2 separate regions of the Mus musculus genome follow, and region 2 is linked to region 1. A link is a contact called in public promoter capture Hi-C data. All regions are on one chromosome and are shown on one strand. The core of a region is the stretch at or near the end of the contact, and the rest is flanking DNA. Distances in the headings are between cores, read along the strand shown.

What was found. Promoter capture Hi-C pulls out the DNA fragments that hold promoters and counts their contacts.
Region 2: a promoter capture Hi-C map of hippocampal neurons shows a contact between it and region 1, with 13 times the contacts expected there. The contact joins the promoter of Dpyd here to the promoter of Alg14 in region 1. A contact is called at or near these places in 2 of 39 promoter capture datasets (cranial neural crest and hippocampal neurons) and 1 of 115 datasets of contacts at active chromatin or transcription factors (astrocytes).

The regions. Positions count from the first base shown.
Region 1 is chr3:121,289,410-121,293,592 of GRCm38.p6, forward strand. Alg14 (asparagine-linked glycosylation 14) reads left to right here and starts at 2,331. Exons shown (of 4, transcript NM_024178.3): 1 at 2,331-2,574. The coding sequence starts at 2,439.
Region 2 is chr3:118,559,961-118,564,143 of GRCm38.p6, forward strand. Dpyd (dihydropyrimidine dehydrogenase) reads left to right here and starts at 2,220. Exons shown (of 23, transcript NM_170778.3): 1 at 2,220-2,354. The coding sequence starts at 2,316.

The DNA.
Region 1 (4,183 bases), core at 1,081-3,580:
CTACTATGTTCTCAGCCCCAGGTTTTAAAGCTCACAAACAACTCTTTGGGCTATTTGACATAAATTACATGAATCACATGTCTCAAGTTTTATTTCCTTTCACTATCACAGTCCACTTGTCCCAGTTGTGGTCAACCTAGATTTTTTTTCTATAGTTTTAGGATTATAATGAGAGGACATGAGGGTAAGGTAATACGAAGTGTAATAGTATCCTTTCTATGCTAAGTAAGTGGGGCCTGGAGCCATGAAATTATGCATGCCTGGCATCTGCAGTGCCTGTCAGTTTACACACACACATCTTCCCAGCAATCCAAACACCACAACTGCCTATAAAAGCAACCTCCTCTCCTTGCTTCCTCTCCATATCCACCCTCCATATAATTACCATATATCATCTTTGAATTTTACATCACCCTCCATTCCTATCTCTACCAGTTTTGGGGTCTGCTTCATTTTATGTATGGGTGACATAAATATGGCTTAAAATAGAGAAAGAAAGTCTCCCATAGGGGATTCTGAAAAGATGTGTTTTCCTTAATACAGACCCAATGACCAACACAACAACTTCTAAGGTAGACATCACCATGTCTGCCCACTAATAACTTCTTTTAAATATGAAGCGACTCGTAGGTTGAAGCCACTTTGGAGAACAGCAGAGAAGGTTCTGAAAGAAAACGGCATGACACTTTGTAACATTCTTGAGCCACTCCTTCTTCCTGTGTATGTTAATGTGTGTGTGTGTGTGTACATGTGTGTGTGTGAGGAGGTCAGAGGTCAACATTGTCTTTCTCAATTGCTTCTCTGCCTTATTTTCGTTTTCAATGATTTGTTGTTGTTGTTTCTATGTGTGTATGTGTTTTGCCTGGATTATCTCTGGGCACCATGTGTGTGCCTGCAGAGGTTGGGAGGAAGGCATCTGATCCCCTAGAACCAGAGTGGCAGAAAGTTGTGAGCCACCATGTGGGTTCTCGGCCTGGAACCTGGGACCTCTGGAAAAGCAACCAGTGCTCTTAACCTTTGTGCTGTCTCCCCGCCCCCACCCCCACCCCCCCAGCCCTTGAGCCACAAATGATATCTGTCTAAAAGTCTGGCATTCTTATTGATTTTCATCACATAAATAACCTCAGGCAAATTAACTTTTGTGTAATCTATTTCCCTATTGTAATTCAAAGAGTAACATTTACATAGAACCTGACTGTAAAGAATGAGGTTAAGAAGGAGTGATGAAAGAGCCCACAGGCACCGTGCTATAATATCAACAAGATAGAGATACAGTCAGGAAATCTCCCAAGCAGTTTGCTGACTCGGGAACCAACACACCTAGCTTTATAAGGAGATCTCAGGGCGCCTTCCTGGAACTTCTGACTCAGTATCGCTCCCAAAAGCATTCTAGGCTCCAGGTAAATGTGATCGTCAATCCAAACTGAATTTAACAACGGACCATATGGTGTAGCATTCTTAGGCAGCAGGAGTTAGGATTTCTGGTTTCTAATTCTAGACATGACATTATTGCATTTAGGCCAATTTGTAGCACCTTTCTCGACCTGTCTGCATGCCTGACCTATTCAATCTGTAACCCCATAAGGGTCTGAAGGAATGTTTGTTGTCAAGAGGTTTTATTTTGCTGTAATTTAGGCTAAGTTCACAAACGCACGCACAACTGGGATTAGAGTGGGCAGTGGAAGTCTATCATTTCAGAGGACCGCGGGAGGAATAAGCCAGAAATGCTTTGTGATAAACTTAACTGCAGGGCTATGTCTTCCTCCCTTGCTACCTGAAGCCAAGGGGTTTCCAATCCTCCCAGGAATATGACATAGCTTGAAGTGATCCGGATTCTGGTTATAGTTTGAGATCTGTGAAACTGTCTAGAAAACATAAATGTCAGGAAAGGGCGGATTTGAATGTTTTCCCCCTAAGAGTATGCCTCTGACTGGCAAAAATTTTCTAGTTCGGTTTGTCTTGGAACCCGTAAGGAAGAAAGGAAGTAGTGATGTATGCCAGGAGCCTCAGGCAAAACCTGGCAGGACAGGAGCAGCTACTAACCCGGGGCTTCGTGGTCCTTCTACCATACATGTAGTTTGACCTCGCCACTGGCAGAAATCAAACTTCTCCAGCACTTAACTTTCCAACTACACAACTGCAGCACAAACTCGGGTAACAAAACCATTACTGTTCCTTGTAGCGCTTCCTGGGCAAACTGCCCTTAGCCCCACCCATCACGGACAAACCCGGCTCACTGAGACGCAAGAGACGCGTCGTTCTGCGTTTTCCAATCAGAGCCACACTTCTGAACTTTGACCGCCCAACTTGGCAAGCTCCGCCCAGTGCAGACCATCCCCGCCCACAGAGAGGCGCTTTGCTCCCTGTTTGCTCTTAAGCGCGGTGCTTGCAAACTTTAACCGCTGGCGCCAGGTCTACACGCATGCGCCATCCTTTGAATGCTGAGCATTCTGATTCTAGCTGCTACAGCCGCAGGGCTAGTGATCTTGCTATTCCAGCGACTATGGACCGTGCTTGGGCCCCATCACGTCACTCCCCGAGAGTCTCTCAGACTCTTGATCGTGGCTGGATCCGGTAAGTATCCGGGCGGAGGCCGACGGTCTTGAGTTAGGCACTACAAACCCCAGAATGCATCGCGACTCTCTTCGCCCTTCTTAGCGCCTTTAGGAGCGCTGCATGCTGAGATTTGTAGTTTCTTTGCGTTCCCGGAACCGGCCACCCCAGGCAGGAAAAAATGCTGGTTAGCTGACGCCACCCAGCCGCCTGTCATTAAGACAGGTCATTTACACTTGTCTGTAATTAAGCCTCTCTGTAGTGTACTGCTTTCTAACAAATAATTAGCGACGGAGTACGCCGAAGCCTTTTGATGCTGACATATTGTTGCCCTCTTTGCTGCTGTGCGTTATTAATTCTAGGTCTTTGTACTTAGTTTAAGAAATGTGAACATTACATGGTAAACGAAGTAGAGTTGTCGCACTTATGAATGCGCAAAGTCCCTGAGGATAAAAACGTGGACACTCCATACGACGATACCTCCAGAGTGACAGGATATGAGTAATAAACTGTCCAGTCAGCTCTGAACATTTTAAAACTTAAAATTTTAGATGAACAGTTTTGACGAGTGTATAGTTAAACACGACTCAACTTTAAACAACCAAGGTGATACCCAAACCTATATCAATGCTGTCTGGAATACATATGTTATAACCTATTGCTCCAGGGACAGTAAAACAAAACCATTGCCTAACAGAAAATGATGCAGTCAAGACACACAGTAAATTCGAGGTGTTTAAGGCAGCCTCTGCAGGAGACCATACAGTTTTACAGTAGCTTTAAAAAAAATACACACTAATAAAAATACACAAACTAGTAATGTAGTTGTGTATTATTGTTATCAAATGTTATGAACTGTATATAGTAGTATATATTGTACTTTTTTTAAAGACTTGTTTATTATATGTAAGTACACTGTAGTTGTCTTCAGACACACCAGAAGAGGACGTCAGATCTCGTTACGGATGGTTGTGAGCCACCATGTGGTTGCTGGGATTTGAACTCAGGACCTTTGGAAGAGCAGTCAGTGCTCTTAACCGCTGAGCCATCTCACCAGCCCCTATATTGTACTTTTTTATATTGCAGGCAGCACAGTGAATTTGTTCATAGATTACCTTGGGCTACTGTGTTATGGTTGCTGTGTCACTAGACAATAAGGAATTTTCTGTTCCTTTTTAATGTCATGTGACCAATATCCTGTCATTGACTAAAACATCATTATGTGATGAGTGACTACACACACACTAATGATATTTATGATGTATGCAAATGTACCAAACTTAACATGCAATTATAATTCCTTACTTATTTACTTAACATATTTTGAGTCATGGGAATGGCCAGACACTACACTGAGCTCTGGAACAAAACAAAACTGAAAATAGAAAAACAAACAAAACAAGCATCACAAGGCACAGTGTGATGCCTACGTGACAAACACTAGGGAAAGGACAGAGGCGCAGCAGTGAAGGAAATAGGACACAAACAGAAGATGAGACAGAAGGAGTAGCTGCCACACAGAGAAGGACAGAAATCTCATATTAACTGCGTAAGAAATACAAGTTATTTCAAGTGAGATGCAAAGCTACTGGGGACTTTTGAACACAAGTAAAATATTATCACATGAAAA
Region 2 (4,183 bases), core at 970-3,469, 2.7 Mb before region 1:
AATCACAGATTTGTTGATTGATACTGTGACTCATTCTCCACAATGGAGAGAAACTACAGTTTTTCCAAAGCATTTTTAAATGCAGAATCTCCTGTCCCTTTAGTCAGTAATTCTTGTATGTTTCAAGCCCAGACAAGGAACAACATGTTCAGTAGACAGCGAAGTCAGACACTGATCCTGTTTATTTTGGAACCTGCATCTGAAACAGAAGACTTATATCAAGCAAGTCACATGCGAATGAGCAGGCAAATAAACTTGACATGACCATTAAGAAAAACCTAGGCTGTTGTAAGCTAGAATGGCAGAGGTAGGCAGGGCAGGTCTAATTTCTCTTGGTGGTTGGAATGATTCAGAGGCTCAAGGATTAGTGAGAAGGGAAGCAGTATCTTGGGGAGAGAAATGAGGAGAATCAGGGAAGAGATGAAAGTTCAGAACAATGCTTGGTGGGTGTAACAGTTGTTAGGGAGGAGAGACCCCAGTGAGGTAGAAGGTGGACAGGAGCTTGTCACGCAGATATGAACAAGAAGGATAACAACAACAACAATAACAACAACCAAACAAACCCCAATTGTATGTGGGCTGCATTGGGCCACTGAAAAAGGTCACATCTTGTGGGTGGGGGAGCGAGGGGGCTAATTCATATTTAGAATCCCACTCTAGAGTTCAGGAGACTTAACAGCAGAAGCTGACATACCCGTTTCCAAGTGACTCAAGATCTGGTTAGAATGGAAAAATCCTTAAAGTTGGAGAAAGATTAAATGAATGAGTGAGAATACAGAAGCCAAGGGTGAATCTGGGGGTTCTATTTAACCCTCTAGCTTTTATTGTTGTTGTTGTTGTTATTATTATTATTATTATTAATTTTTGTGTGTGCTAATAGTTGATTGAAGGGACAATATGTGTCCAACCACTGGAAGTTTCAAGACCTTAAAGGTAACCAGGTGGTTTGTACTATAAGCCCTCTCCAGGCATCCAAGACTGCCCCCCATGTGTTCCTCTTTTTCTGCCAAGTGCAGGCACCACAGTTTGTGTCCTGCCAGTCTTGTTGTCAGAGCAGTGATGAGCCTTCTTGAAGACCACATCTAGAAAACCCAACATGGCAGTGTTACACTGAAAACAAAACGAAGCGTTAAGTACATGTCGAATTAAAAGAAAATGGATAAAGTAACGAAAAATACCAGCGAGGAGGGAATCATATGATTCCAAAATTATCATGATCTAGCCAATAGGACGAAGTGCCCTGTGTGCCTTAAAAGAAACAGATAGCACCATGAGAGAAGATGTCCGACTTAGAAAATGGTCTGGCGCCTAGGCTGCCACAAAGTTGAGGAGAGGACTAGTCTGATGACATCATTGTTTCTCCCTACCAACTATGTGACCAAATGCACAAAATAAACAACCCCTGTTCATATTTATGAACGTCACATTTTAGAATATTACTATATATTTTTAAAAAAATAGGCATGGACTGCCATGCAGAAAGAAAGCCTTGATCCTCTACAGATACCCTTTCACTAAAGTAGTAGCTCTCAACATGTGCATGGAGACCCCTCTGGGACTCTTTTGGGAGTGGAAAGACCCTTTCACAGGGGTCACCTAAGATCATTGGAAAACACAAGTATCTACATTACTACTTATAATGGCAAAATTATGATTTTGGAATATCAATGAAATAATTTTATGGATGGGGATTACCACACATAAGGAACAGATTAAAGGGTCGCAGCATGAGGAAGGTTGAGAACCATCTCACTATAGGCTGTTCTAGACTGTGGATACTGATGTCTGTCTGTCTTCTTGTGCCCTAGGCTCCCCAATACTACTACTCCCCCAGAACAGCTTCAAAAATCCTTCCAGCCTATTTGCTGGTGGCCAGAGGAACACAGGTACTCCCTGGTCCCTGGAGAGTTCTGGGACATCTTATTCTTTAATCTTTGTTTCTGCACGTTGCAGGGCTCAGAACTCAGAAGAACATCAAAGACGCAATTGTTTGCTTTTAATTCTGGGGATCTCTGACACCTAAACCCGCCTACCAAACTCAACCTTGGGGAGCAAAGGCCAGCACAACCAGAAATTCTCTGGAACAGAGCCCGGCAGCTTGGGACCAGTGGAACGGTGTGGCTGTGAGGCGTGCCTTGAGCGTTGCCCCGCCCCAGAGGCGTGTCTTTAGCATAGCCCCGCCCCTTCCATATTGCCTTGGCTCGGGCAGTCAGTGCACCAGTGCTGGGGCAAGCTGAGGCTTTGGTGCGGGGCTGGAGGCTGCTGCAGCAGAGGGAGGGTCTGTGTGCGGGAGTCTGAGGCCAGAAAGCGCTGCCATGGCGGGTGTGCTGAGCAGGGACGCGCCGGACATCGAGGTACCGACCGCGGCCCTGGGGTGGGAGGGTCACAGAGGGGCGGGAGGCCCGGGGGCGCACCCGGGACAGAGCTGGAGATCCGCGAAGTTTCCCCGGGAGAGACTTGCGGACCAGGCTGGACACTGTACTCCGGCACCAGGACCTGGTTACTTCGTAGGAGACTTAAAAGTGGCCGTCTCTCTCTGCCCTAAGTCATAGTGACCCAGAGGCTCAGAGTGCAGAGGCTTGGACTCCAGGGGACAGTAGCTCCACTTCCCGCCCAGGGAACCCTCTAACTCCTCCTCTGTCCCCTCCGTGGTTTTGTGGGACAACCACCCAGTGACCCACCTATAATAACAAAGCCCCGCAGTATGCAAAAGTGGAGCATAGAAATCCAAGATCCAGGCCGCTGTTTCGAGCGGCGCTGGCCCTGGTATTGTTTACCACTTAATTTCACATTTGGAAAAAATGGAACGAAGTACAGAAGACATTGGAAAGTGCGACCTCCCCGGAAAGAGATACACAAACTGCTCTGTTCTCTCCTCTCAACAGTGTTTGATTCTCTCTTGTTCTCTGTTTCTTCCAAAAATCTCATTTTTCTGAGAACGATCCCCTACCTGAAATAGCAAAAAATTTTTCCTCTGAGTTCTATATACTTTAATGTGTGTGTTGGGAGAAAGATTTGAGTTATGGCCGTGATTTTAATCACGCTGAATCAAAGCCTGTGTCTCTCAGGTTTCAGTTCCGTTTTGTTTAGGGAATTTTCTTCGAGATAAAAGCAAAACAAAACTTTTGTAGAATATTCGTGTTCTCTTCCCTTACTGTTTCCTTCCCTCCTGCCCGGCCCCCTTTTCCCACCTTCTGTGTGTTTGCTTAGAAATAACACACCCTTTCCCCTCCCCCTCCCCCTCCCCCTCCCCCTCCCCCTCCCCCTCCCCCTCCCCCTCCCCCGTTTGTTCTGCTCTTTAAATACAAGTTTAAAGACACCTGTTTGCAGCAGGATAGCTAACTGGTTTTCTTCTGCACCCTGCTCTCCCCGCACCCTGCCGTCAGTGATAATGAACCTTTATATGCTCTTAAAAGAAAGCTGATAGTGTTCTAAGAGCCTTCATATTTTCCTTTGATAAATCCACTGTAGCAGTAAGAGCAAAGGATAACGTGTTGACTTCTTTCTCTGTGTAGTTTACTTAGACTTTTCTTCACAATTTCTTTCTTGGCTATTGAACAATATGACTGATATAATGAACTATATGTGTGTGCATGCAGGGCACAGGATACCTACCATGTCTGATCGAAGTCATGGTCTCTGGGTACTATCTTTGATTTAACACCCCTGGGACATTTTTGGTTTTGTTAAAGTAAATCAGTTAGCAATCCTTTGGCAGCATCCAGGCTTTACAGTTGTCAGGAATCAGGGTGTCACAGATCGGATGGCTTTTGTTTAATTTCAGAAGAGTGTTTCAAGCTTAGCTGACTTCATGTTTTATGTTGTTTCTCATGTGCTTGTCTTGAAAAAGCAGTTCTTATCTGTATTCTTATGAGGAAAATGATGCCGGTGAGGTACGAAGTGTCCAGTTTAATTGTATAAGTTTTCATCAAGAACATTTATTCCCTCTGGGCCTTCCTGGTTCATTCAGATGAGCGTAACATTGCTGTGTGTGACTCCCACTTGATGCACACCTTACAACTTGGAGTGGAGGCATTCACTGTCTTCAGCATTTGTACTTGTGTGCTCCACACTCTCATCAGTCGCATCTTTTTTTTTCTTTTTCACCCACAATACTTTACTTTCCCCTCAAAGTAATACCCATGATTCATGAGCTAAAAATACCATGAAAGAGCGTGAAATT